Regions from separate parts of the Mus musculus genome. Here regions 1, 3 and 4 are each linked to region 2. A link is a contact called in public HiCAR-type and HiChIP or PLAC-seq data. All regions are on one chromosome and are shown on one strand. The core of a region is the stretch at or near the end of the contact, and the rest is flanking DNA. Distances in the headings are between cores, read along the strand shown.

Region 1 (2,824 bases), core at 172-2,671, 1.9 Mb before region 2:
TAATTCTGAGAACTAAATCTGCATTCTCTGGAAGAGCAAAAGTGCTCCTAACTGTTGAAGCATCTCTCCAGATGCACACGCATATCTTAATCGGTAGCTTTTATTTTTGTTGTTGTTGAGTTAGAGTGTTGTTGAGTCTGTGTGGTCCGTGTTTGCCTAGATTCTCTTGCCTTAGTCTTCTAAATAGTTTAAAATGTCAAAACAACCCAGGGACTGAAAAGCATGATTAATTTAATGTCCACAGAAATATTATTAACATTAATATTACTAACATTTTCTAGCTTCCTGTAATAGACAAAAAAACTGAAGGTCATAAAAATCCCCACTGAGAAGCAAAGTGGGGAATGCTGACTCTTTCTTATTTTTATTTTTTAACTAAAATCTCAGATTGTCACCAGAAAGCATGCCTACTGTGTTGCCTGATGTTTCTTTGCTACCATATTAGTTTCGCTTAACCATGTTTCCCAAATATCTAGGCCTTCAAGAGTTTCTAATTATACCAGACAGAGAAGGGTGGTGTGGATTCCCAACGGCTTTATAGACCTTCACTGGTGAGGAAACTGTTTTCTGTTCTCATTCAGATTTTTTGAAAATAGGTTGGAAGTGAAGCTCAGTTGAGAGAGTTCTTGCTTAGCATGCACAAAAGCCCTTAGTACAATAATCTGCAGCACTGTAAAAAACCATGTGTGCAGTATTCCCCAATAATGCTGGCACACTAGAAGTGAAGGCAGGATGCAGAGTCGAAGGTCACTCTTGGGTGTATACCAAGTGTGATGGGCATAGAATTATCTGGGGAAGTCTTGATGGTGGAATTCCCAGATTAGGCTGGCCTGTGGACATGCCTGTGATTTTTGGGTTTGAGGTGAGAAGACCTACTCTACCAGGGGCAGTATCATTGGTTAAGTTGGAGTCCTAGACTCTTTCAAGAATAGAGAACGTGTGTTAAATTTCAAGCATGCACACATTCATTGTTAAATTCCAAGCATTCACATTCATTGCTCCATGCTGTGGGTATAATATGACCAGAGGCTTCAGGTTCCTGCTGCCTCAACTCTCCTGAAATAATTGACTCTACCTGGAACTATAAGTTAAAACTAAGATTTTTTTCTAACCCAAATTAGTTATTACCAGGGTATTTTATCATGGCAAATGATGTGAGACCAGGACAATGAGTTTGAAGCTAGCCTGGACTACATGAGACTTTATCACAAAAAATAAAGACTATTAAAAAAAAATTTCAAACAATCAAAAAGTATGAAACTAAAAGGTTTAAAATCAACAAGCACAAACAAATGACCCTTCAGCTCAGGTGACATCTCCAAAGGAATAGATTCTGGGGAAAGACTGAGCAAGCAGGTACTGCCTGCTTCCCATCTCTTTCCTTCTACACACCACGGGAAGGCGGGCCCCTCCCTGAAGCACAAGAAAGCATGTCTGGGAAACCTACCAACAATCTATGATGGAAACTGGAAAAGGAGACTAATGTTTTGATTCAGCGAATATTTGAAATGATTTCATCCCAAAGAAAACTATCCCAATTAAAGTGCCAAGCATTCAAAAATCCCAAACAGAAAACAGATGCGACATGTGTTCAGTTCAGAACTGGCTTGGGAATAACTCTCCTGAAATTGAGTGAGGACACATTTAAACAATATAATTCATACCAGAGCGTTGGAGACGTATTTCAGAACAGACAAAGCGGTATTATGCACACATTTGGTTATCCCTAGAGCATGTACATGCACCAAATTCAAGAAATATGGCTGCTATTTAGTCCTGACATTTCCACATGCTTTTTAAGTGAGTGAATTACTGATTGCATAAGACACGTAAACAGGAAACTTAAATATATATGCCTGGTAATGTTTTTAGTACAGAATTTTTCAAATAACTAACCAAGAGGTGAGGAAAAACTACTTCCCTACTTCAATACTTTCCTAAAAATATTCTGCTTCCTGGTTTGGAAAATGACTTTGGAACCAACGTTTACTTTGTCTTTAAGAAGACCCTTCCTAGAGAGTTTCATGCTTTACTTATCTTAGGGAAATGAGGAGTACTGCATTTTGAAAAAAATAAAAAGGTCCCTTGATAATTTTTTCACAATAATTATGCATTGGGAAAAAATTGGGACTATACAATTTAGAAAAAAAGGCATCAGATTGGCTACATTTTAGCCAATATTCTATCCAAGTGTATCAAAAACTTCCATCACTTCCAAAAAACACTTCCACATGTTTTTAACCAGAGCACTGATGGTGGGTTCCAAATTGTGACATTTTACAGCTAATGCTGTCATCAGTATTTTGTATGTATTGTTTTTATTGTTGATGTTGTGTTTTGTTTCAACAAGTGGGATTTCCCACATCTTGAACATGTTGTTTTAGCAACGGTTCTCACATTCAAAACAAATTCTCATAGACTTTATCCAACAAATATATACTGAGCCATTGCATTGTAGAAAATGCCATGAAATATTCACTTGAACTAACCTTTTGTTACTTATTAACTTATGTTAATTTTACTGACGTTCAGAATCACATTTTCAATGTGATGTTCTTTATTCTGTTCCTCACTCTCTAGGATAGAGACAATTATGTCAACCCGAAGAGATCTAGAATCATACGGGTGCCACGTCTCTGGGCATGCCTGTGAAGTTATCTTCATTAAGTTAATTGAGATGGAAAGACCTGCCAACTGTAGGCGGCACCACTCCCTGGGCTATGATCCTGTTCTGAATAAAATGAAGAAAGGAAACTGAGCACAAGCATTCATCTTCTTTCTGTTTCTGGGTGCAATGTCACCAGCTGCCTCAGACTCCTGCTCC
Region 2 (2,828 bases), core at 200-2,699:
TTGGCAGGTGTAGAAAGGAGTTAAGTGGTCTAACAGGGGACGTGGAAGGGGTGTTGGGATAATCCACACCCAGCACACAGGTCCAGTGTCTTGGCATCATTACTATAATACCAGACTACTCCACCATTGCCAAATGCATGTGACAATGACCACTTAGCTATCGGCATGAAATTAAATAAAATAACTCATGCAAACTGTTGGTGCATAGAAAGCACTCCAAAAGTGAAAGAGACCACCTACCCCCCACCCCCACCCCCACTATCTCTATGTCCCAGCTCAGGCTTTATCTTATCAGTTTTGGTGTTACAAACTTGAATCAGAGCTTCAGGCCAAGAAGGCTCATATTTAAGCTTCAATTCAGCTTTCTATCAGCTGGGTGGCCCTGGGGAATCGCTCATTCTTCTTCCACAGCAAGGAAATAAAAGCCCTACTATGCGAGAATGCTGTGGTGTTTACAAATGTGTGGAAAGTGGCTGGCACATGGTAGAGAATAAACAGTTGCTTATGTGTATAGCTTTAGAGCCAACAGCCCATTCGGTGAAATGGGGCTCATGATAATGTTCACAGAGTTGCCTTACTGTGTAATTATAATTCCCAATACCTTAAAACTGGCCTGAGTGTCATTATATGGCTATCTTGCTCATCTGATCATTTTTAAGCACTTTGGGGCCTTCCCTCCAGAGATACCTAAAGCTCTGACCTGAAGCCCATGGAAATAAAGGCACCTATCACTGGCAGTGGATACTAGTCAGCTCAAGGGCAGCCCAGCGTAACTGCAGCCTGAGTTCTATGGAAGCCTTGGAAAGGTTGCATGATTCAGACAAATGTTGTAGGCATGAGATTGCAGGCCAAGAGGAAGAGGTCGGGCTACTATGAGCTGTGGGTCGCATATTCGACAGGCTCATACACTGCATGCCTTGTTCTGGGTCCTTCACAAAGCACCTCTTTAGGGAAAACAAGATGTTCTTTGTAAATAAAAGTTCATGCATTTCAATAATGAAGTCATTTTCTAGTACTGTAGTGAAAGATATTCTCTCCAGCCCTCTGGGTGAGGACTCCACAGAGGAAGAGGAGTGGCCAGTGAAGAGCCACAGGCTATCCCTAGAAAAGGAGAGGAGAACGCATCCAGAAATGGACACCATGCCTCTGGCTCCTGAGGTCATCTACCTCAGGTTCCCTCCCGCCCCTGGAATCCTTTTTCCACCCACTTTCCTGTACACTAGTGGGGGCCACATACAAATCTATATAAATATAGATCAGACATCCGGCGCCTTGGCTGCGTAAATAAGGGATGTGGGGAAGCAATCAGGAACGCTGAATATTCATTTCGAGTCCTTGGAGAGACTCCAAACTGCGAGGGGGAGGGGGAGGGGGAGGCGGCGTCTAGGAAAGGCCTGACCTCGGGGTCTGAAAGCCAACTTGAAGTGGGAGGGCCTGGAAGGGGAAGGTGGAAAGGGAGTGGTGAGAATGAGTGTGGGAAGGAAGCCAGAGCCGCGCCGACCTCAGTCCCAGCCGCCAGGGAGAGGAGGTGGCCAGGAGCGCTCGCCTCGCTCATGCCAGTCTGCTCCCCTGCCTTTTGATGTTCACAGGGCGCTAGCTCCATCCATCTGTAAGTCCCAGAACCCAAGTCTCAGGAGCGGCGGGAGACCGGAGACAAAGTGAGAGAGGTGGATGGAAGCGAAAGACAAGCAGGAGAGAGAGAAGAGACCACGCTGACTCTCACTCCCTCTTCTTTAATACAACAAAGTTGCAACTTGGGCTCCTGGATCTAAATACCGCAGGTCCAGAGAAGACAAAACACCAGGCATCACTGCATCTCTTAGGGGGTACCCACCAAGACCTCCAGGTCCTTCACTCCAGGAAGGGCCCTGTTGAATATCTGCAGAGAGATGGGTTGGAGCACAGCTTGGTGCTCAGTCCTGGCCCTGTGGCTCCTCTGGTGTGCTGTCTGCTCCAACGCAGCGTCAGGGGACGGCAATGCGTTTCCTTTTGACATCGAGGGGAGCGCAGTGGTCGGCAGGCAAGACCCATCGGAGACTAGCGACTCAGGCGTGACACTGGGACGCCTGCCGCCTGCTGCTGAGGTACAGTACCCCCTGCCTTTGCCAACCCGCTCCACACCTGTGTCTACCGTGTCTATGGGCTGGGCCACAATCCTCTTTCTCTCTCCCCATCTGTTTGATAACCTAGGCTTTCATCTGGGCTAGGTCTCCTCAGTTGAAATAAAGGGCTCTGTTTTGAAAGTTTGACTTGGACGTCAGTTGAAAGTTGAGGCTTCCAGTGAGAGTACCCTTCATGTCTGCGTGGGTCTGTTAGACTACATGAGAAATGTATGCAGTATGCAGTGGTGGTCTTTTGGTGTGTTCCAATAGCCATTTTGTCAAACCTTGGCACTTACTGTAAGTGCCCCCTCTCTGTCTCCCTGCTCCTCTTTGCTGTTTGAACAATGAGAGCAATATCACTAAAAAGACCTATCCTGTCTCAAACTAAACAAAAGGTCTTCTGCAAGGCTGGGGTGCTGGGGGTGGGGGTTGTCTGTGAAGGAAGCTGTTAGAAAATTTCAGGGCAGATACCTTAAACAAAAGCAGACCATTCTAATCCAGAAGCAAGATTAAGTCAAGCTCCACTCCCAAAGTAAAGCTGATCAGGATATACTACTGGTCTAAGGTTTATTCAGTGAGCTACTGTTTTTATATATCAAGAGACTTTTCAGTTGAGAAATGGCTGAACTGTAGACATTGGAGGAGAAGGATGGGTCCACAGTAAGTGATTTAAGAGCCTCTGCGCCTGGATTACAGTAGCATGTCCAGGCTGTGGGGGATGCGAAG
Region 3 (2,965 bases), core at 8-2,507, 1.9 Mb before region 2:
GACTTATATGATGTTATATTTTTTTTTTAAATAACAAAGAACCCCCCCCCCCACACACACACACACACATACAAAGTTATTAGCAGATAACAAGGCTGTTCTGCCTTGTGTCCAGTGCTTTGTGTTTAGGAACAAGGCGAACAAACTATGACTGTAACCTAAGTCTATATTTTTAAGTTGTGATGTGTTGGGTTTATTGATAAGTTTCTAGCATCAGTTGTGTATTATCTAACACGTCACCTTTTTCTCTCTTCAGAATTCAATATTTCAAGGGTCACTTCTCAGCCATGTGGCACTCAAAACTCAGAGCTCAAACACTAGCTGTTCACTGAGCCTGCCTGCTCAGTGCAGGTGCGGAGAGGCAGTGAATGTCATCAAAACCAAGCTGGGTGAGATGCCTCCTGTGCTACTCGGCGCTCAGGAGGGTGGACAGAAAAATCAAGTTCCAGGACAGCCTAGGACACAGTAAGCCCCTGACCCAAAACAATAAGCAAACACACAAACCGCGCTTCTACTTGACAAAGGCCTCTTTCTTCCAGAGAGGAAGCCACCAGGAGCCAGCAAAACCAACCACCGATTTGAAAAAAATGAGAAGCCCAACCTCACACTCACAATCCTTCTGCCTCAGCCTCCTGCACCAGCTCGATTTTTTTTTTTTTTTTAACTTACACTTAATGCTACAGGCTGTGTGAGAAAGTCATGTCATACCAACTACTCAAGCAACCCACCCTGGGTAAAGGTCAGGAGCACCCACCTCACGTGTATTTCAGAAGTCTTTTTCTTATTTAAAAGGCTAGAGCTGGGTGTGGTGGCAGGCACATGCCTTGAGTCCTAGCACCTGGGAGGCAGACACCTGTGGATCTCTCTGAGTTCAAGGCAAGGCTAGCCTGCTTTACAAAGCCAGTTCCAGATCAGCCAGAGATATGTACAGAGACTCCACCTCAAAATAAACAAACAGATAATATAATATAATACAATATAATATAATGTAATAAACATGATATACAATAGGCTGGATTTCAGGTAGCTTATAACCACCTGTAACTCCAGCCCTGGGAGTTGATGCTCTCTCCTGAACTCTGCATGCACCTGTAAACACATGTGCACAGACTCATTCAAGACCCACACAGACATTTATAATTAAAATAACTCTGTAAAACCACTTAAGGGGACAAAGTTCTTACATCTGTCTTCCCCTCGTCCTAGTTTAGCACCTACCGCCTAACATTGTTGCACTGGGGGTGAAGTGTCCAAGGCATGCCCTTTAGCTGATAACTAGGAATGTGTTCCCACCACTCCCTGCCTTATACAGAGCCTGACAAACCAGATTCCTTTCTGGACTTTAAGTCCTCATTAGTCCAGAGAGCCAATCTGGTTTGTCACAGTTGGATTTAAAGATGAAATGCTTTTGCCTTTCCTATGCTGTAAGATTGTTATGGCCTAAATCAATAGTATGTCTTTCAATCTTTTCCTCCTATCCCCCACCCCTACCCCAGCCCCACCATGCTGCCCTTGCACGTGTGATCCCCTGCCTCAATCTACTGAATGTTGTGATTTCAGGCATGTGCCACTATGTCCATTGTGTATTGGCAGTTAAGTATGGCATACTCTTCCTTATATCTAAACATTTACTCAATAGACATTTATCTTTTTAAAAGTTGTGGGGCTGGTGAGATGGCTCAGCAGGTAAGAGCACCCGACTGCTCTTCTGAAGGTCCAGAGTTCAAATCCCAGCAACCACATGGTGGCTCACAACCATCCGTAATGAGATCTGACGCCCTCTTCTGGAGTGTCTGTAGACAGCTACAGTGTACTTACATATAATAAATAATAAATAAATCTTTAAAAATGTTTTTAAAAAAAAAGTTGTGATTGGTGGACTATACTGAGTGTTGCTATTGAGAAAATACAAAGATCAGAAAGCAAAATTTACCTGCGCTCAGGGTGCAGGCAAGAGACAGAAGTTTGTAAGAAGATTGGGGTAATTATGGATTGAAAGAGATTGGGGTGAAGGGAGAGAAGAAGGGAGAGGGAAAGGGGAGGAGGAGGAGAGGGGGAGAGCAAAAGTGTGAGAGAGAGAGAGAGAGAGAGAGAGAGAGAGGTCTTAAGCAAAACCTAAGCCCTGCAGGAGCCATGTATTTAGGAAGCAGTCAGCATCCCCAGTTGAGACAGTGTCTGGGGACCGCCCACCTCCTACTCCAGGACTGCGAACTGAGATCTAGACAGTGACAGGCACCCTGCATCTCTGTAGAATGCGAGGACTCACTAGATTACTACCGAGGTACTTGCTTGAAATGTGCTGTCCACTGGAGTTCCAAGGAAAGCAATTCAGAAAAGACATCCCCTGGGAGAAACTAGCAGAGACTGGCTGAGCTGCTCAGAGCATAAAGAGAAGCCATGCTGCTGACCTCTGTGCACTGCAGGGTCCTGGCAGTTGACAGAGGGTGATGCCAGAGCTCTGGCTGGAGAAGTCCAAGAGAAAAACTCTTCATTCTTCCCTCTAGCATCTTCTATCAATGAAGCTTTACATTGTGACAGCCAGAAAAGGGGAAACATTTTAAAGGGTCAAGTTTTAACATTGCAGCAGAGGCAATGAAAGATGTATTTCAAGTAGAGAGCAGTAAGTTGACTGCTGGAATGTTTCGTTTTCCAAAAGGTTCTTTGTACATTGTAGCTATTGTGTACAGGGTAGAGTTCTTATGGTCTAGACCACACCCTCCCTTTAGCCCCTACTGCACAGAATCACTGTGTTGGGGATGAGGTTTCCGAAGTATGACTTTGGGAGGCCATAGAATTAGCTAACAGCTGTGAATGTAAGGTTGGATAGATCCACGTCACCTTTGGCTTTCTTCACTCTTTGAATGCCCTTCACCATCCTCAGCCACTGTTTCCACCTTCCTCTTTGACTGTCTTTTTGAACGTTTGCTAGCAACCTTCCAGCAGGGATTTTTGTTTATGTAGGACA
Region 4 (3,154 bases), core at 53-2,552, 1.7 Mb before region 2:
TCAGGCAGACTAGTGTGGGAACGTTTCACTGAAGCAGACAGAGGAGAGAGGATGTTCTGCTAAAGCAAGCACGTGAAAGGACACGTGATGAAGGATTCTCTGCTAACAATGCACATATATTGGTCTACCTTGCATTTCATAGTTGAGCTGCATTTGTCAGGACTCCATAGAGAAAAACTGCAACAAAAAAATTCTGGCTGTGTGCTGCAGTTTCTTGCTGCTTCCTTATACTCGGGCTGATTGGATACACATGCTGAGTGAGGCAAGACATGTCGAGGACATGTGATGTTTGGAGGGTATAAATAGGATTCCAAGGAGTGACAGAGACAGAGCTTGGCTTGCTAGTACAGCTAGCTGTGCAATGCTTGTGGGCTTGCATCTTCATTTCCCTGAGAGAGACACAGCTGAGAAGTTCTCCTGGTGTCCCTCCAGGTCCCTCCTTCTGACTTGAGCTGAGGCTGAGGCCTGGCTGTCTTTACTAGGTCATGTCACTGCTGTTGCTAACCCTATTCTACACAACTGGATAGCTTGTGCATCCATGAGGTGTTTGCGAGTGGATGGAGCTACGGCTGCCTGCTGACCTGTGAACTAAACTACTGATTTCCAGACAACACAGATAGGAATTGCCCCAAAGAACCTTTCTAAACTGGTCTACTTCCCCTTTCTATTCCACTATCCCTGGCGGGTGGTGGGCTAAAAGGAAGGTTAGAATGTTTAAGAACCATCATTAAAAATGAAGTTTGAAAAAAATTAAAGTTACAGGAGAGGTTAAGGATGAAGAAGAATTCTTTACCTGCCACCCGAAGACCTGGAATGTGATTGGCAGCTATGTTAATCTATGGGTTTAAGACCTAGCCCCTTCAGAAGTCCTTCGATGTGTGCACTTTGCAGAGGCACTCAACTACTTTGATTCTGTGCTTTCCTATTTTAAAAGTGGGGATGGTGGGAAAGCGTGACCATAGGCCACTAGGCAGGCATGTGGAATAGCACCCACAGACTAAGAGGGAGAATGATCTTTATATAATAGTGCAGTAGGCACACTTTGAAAACAGTTAATGGTTTAATGTCTCTGTGGGTAGTTAACACATTGGAGCATCTCGCAGGTAGGTGTGTGTGTGTGTGTGTGTGTGTGTGAGAGAGAGAGAGAGAGAGAGAGAGAGAGAGAGAGAGAGAGAGAGAGAGAGAGAGGTGTGCTTTTGGGTTGAAACCCCAAATTCATGCTAAGCATGCACTCTACCTCTGAGCCACAACCCCAGCCCCAGGGTGACTGTTTCCATTTGGCAGCCCCAGTTTCTCTCTTTCTCACTCTCGCCAGCTCATGAACTCTGTGGCTTAAGCGCTCCACTGCCTTCTCTGTGGGTGTCTCTAGGCTTCCTCGTTGCCCCACAAACTTCTAGCTCTTACTTCTCTAACTTTCTGACAGAAAATACTACATAGCCGACATGTCCTGGCATGAGTACTGTTCTGAGTTAGCTTCTGGTAGCAGGGCCACAGTCCAGAGAAGCAGAGGTAGAGGTGAGAGAGGAAGACAGGGATGGGAGAGGGAGAGGGAAAGAGGAGATGGTGCTGAAAATTGATAATTGGTAATTCCAGCATGTGGGAGGTGGAGGCAGGAGTCCAGTGTCCTCTTTGATTATGTTGTCCCAGATCAACCTGGGGTTGACACACATACACACACACACACACACACACACACACACACACACACACACACACTCATGAGGGTGAACGAGAGAGAGAGAGAGAGAGAGAGAGAGAGAAGCAGAGAAGGGTTGAGAGAGACAGAGAGAACTACTGTACCTATTAGCTAGATGGAAACATTCAAGAGAGAAGCAGCATTTTAGACAGGATGTCTTCAGTTGCTTCCTCTCCCTTGCCCGTCTGATGTAGCCCTGAACTCTTCTCACATTCCAGAGACTTTGCCAAGTTCTGCCTCTGTCCACCCCTTCTGGATGTGCTGACTCTTCAAAACAGAGAGGAGACTCTGCATACTAGGAGAGATCTAGGACACGGCTCAGGGTTTATTTCACAGCTGTTTTTTGTTAACCTTGACTCTAAGAATTTTTCCTCCAAATAATTTATATATCAAGGCAGGATGTAAGTCTGAAGGGAGCCATATTCTAGATGTGAGCTTGCTGGGTGCAGAGCAGAGCAGGAAAGGACAGAATTTCTTTAGCAAATTAAAGCTGGTGGCTATTCACTTTTCATTTCTTTCTCATTCTCCCACATTTTTCTGTCCTCCTCTTTCTTGTGTTTTTATTGAGCTTTGCCATGGGCAACCCCAACTGGAGTGACTTGTGTTTCTGGGATCACCTTATACCTCTGTGGGCATGAGCAGCAGCACACAGAGGTATACAATTGAAACCAGCAGGTTCTACCTGCTGTCTCTAGGACAGCTATGATGATGATGATGATGGTGATGATGATGATGATGATGTAATTTCTATGGATGGAACTCAGGTCTGCATGTTTGCAAAGCAAACAATTTTCTGACTGAACCATATCTCCAGCCTTTTAATTACAATAAATGCCTGCTGTTTCTAAGGATGCAATCCCTGCATACAGTTTGCCTAGTGAACCCAGTGTCCAGCGGGACTGCTGTTACTTGCCAGACCAAAGCCTTTCTCTGCAACAAAGCCTACCATTGTGTCCCAGTGTAGGCCCCTGATCTTTCCCAAAGGGCCTTTTTGAACATGTGCACTTATTTCCATCCCACTATGGGCTGGATGCAATAATAGCTAGAGAACCATGGTAACTTGCCTTCCCCCTCTGACCATTCTGCAAGTGTTATCTGGTGCTCTCTGAAAGCGACGCAGGCAGCTGGACTCTGCAAGAGCGTGTCTCCTCAGGGACTGTGCTCCTTGGTGCCTCTGTCGCAGGGCAAGGGAGGAATACAAAGCTGAAGGTGCCAGTGTGCTCCTTGACTCAGCTGTCCCTGTCTAATCCCAGCTCACAACTGGATGTCCTGGGGTTTGAGTCAGGGCTCTCCTCCTGGCTACTTTCCAGCTGTTTCCAAATGCACTTGAGAAAGTTCCATGTGATGTTTTTTTCATGTAGCACCTGCTTGAACAATCCAACAGTCACGTTCTTTTCTCCTCTATTATACTGTACATCTGTTATTTTGCTGACATGGAAGCCAGCATAACAATTAGAT

The links. HiCAR-type assays count read pairs that join an accessible place to other places. HiChIP or PLAC-seq counts read pairs in DNA pulled down with a chosen protein or histone mark.
Region 1: an H3K4me3 HiChIP or PLAC-seq map of craniofacial prominence shows a contact between it and region 2, with 23 times the contacts expected there. The contact joins the enhancer-like site here to the promoter of Lama4 in region 2. A contact is called at or near these places in 16 of 39 promoter capture datasets (the 3T3-L1 cell line, the C10 cell line, cranial neural crest and 9 more), 3 of 115 datasets of contacts at active chromatin or transcription factors (SST interneurons, cardiomyocytes and craniofacial prominence) and 1 of 9 other capture datasets (adipose tissue).
Region 3: a contact with region 2 is called in an H3K27ac HiChIP or PLAC-seq map of embryonic stem cells, with 21 times the contacts expected there. The contact joins the enhancer-like site here to the promoter of Lama4 in region 2. A contact is called at or near these places in 18 of 39 promoter capture datasets (the 3T3-L1 cell line, the C10 cell line, cranial neural crest and 9 more), 2 of 115 datasets of contacts at active chromatin or transcription factors (cardiomyocytes and embryonic stem cells) and 2 of 9 other capture datasets (adipose tissue and embryonic stem cells).
Region 4: a contact with region 2 is called in a HiCAR-type map of fibro-adipogenic progenitors, with 9 times the contacts expected there. The contact joins the enhancer-like site here to the promoter of Lama4 in region 2. A contact is called at or near these places in 6 of 39 promoter capture datasets (the 3T3-L1 cell line, cranial neural crest, embryonic stem cells and 3 more) and 1 of 115 datasets of contacts at active chromatin or transcription factors (fibro-adipogenic progenitors).

What each region holds. Positions count from the first base shown.
Region 1 is chr10:37,033,755-37,036,578 of GRCm38.p6, forward strand. No RefSeq gene overlaps it. Among named protein-coding and RNA genes, the nearest start is that of Hdac2, 61 kb to the left of the region's middle. Within about 2 kb of position 1,422, at least 14 of the 459 cell types and tissues checked have an H3K27ac peak or open chromatin away from gene starts, as enhancers often do. A contact at or near this core is called in craniofacial prominence, where this site is marked.
Region 2 is chr10:38,964,066-38,966,893 of GRCm38.p6, forward strand. It overlaps Lama4 (laminin, alpha 4), which reads left to right and starts at 1,450. Exons shown (of 38, transcript NM_010681.4): 1 at 1,450-2,084. The coding sequence starts at 1,890.
Region 3 is chr10:37,015,129-37,018,093 of GRCm38.p6, forward strand. No RefSeq gene overlaps it. Among named protein-coding and RNA genes, the nearest start is that of Hdac2, 42 kb to the left of the region's middle. Within about 2 kb of position 1,258, at least 14 of the 459 cell types and tissues checked have an H3K27ac peak or open chromatin away from gene starts, as enhancers often do. A contact at or near this core is called in embryonic stem cells, where this site is marked.
Region 4 is chr10:37,248,354-37,251,507 of GRCm38.p6, forward strand. No RefSeq gene overlaps it. Among named protein-coding and RNA genes, the nearest start is that of Gm26535, 70 kb to the right of the region's middle. Within about 2 kb of position 1,303, at least 62 of the 459 cell types and tissues checked have an H3K27ac peak or open chromatin away from gene starts, as enhancers often do.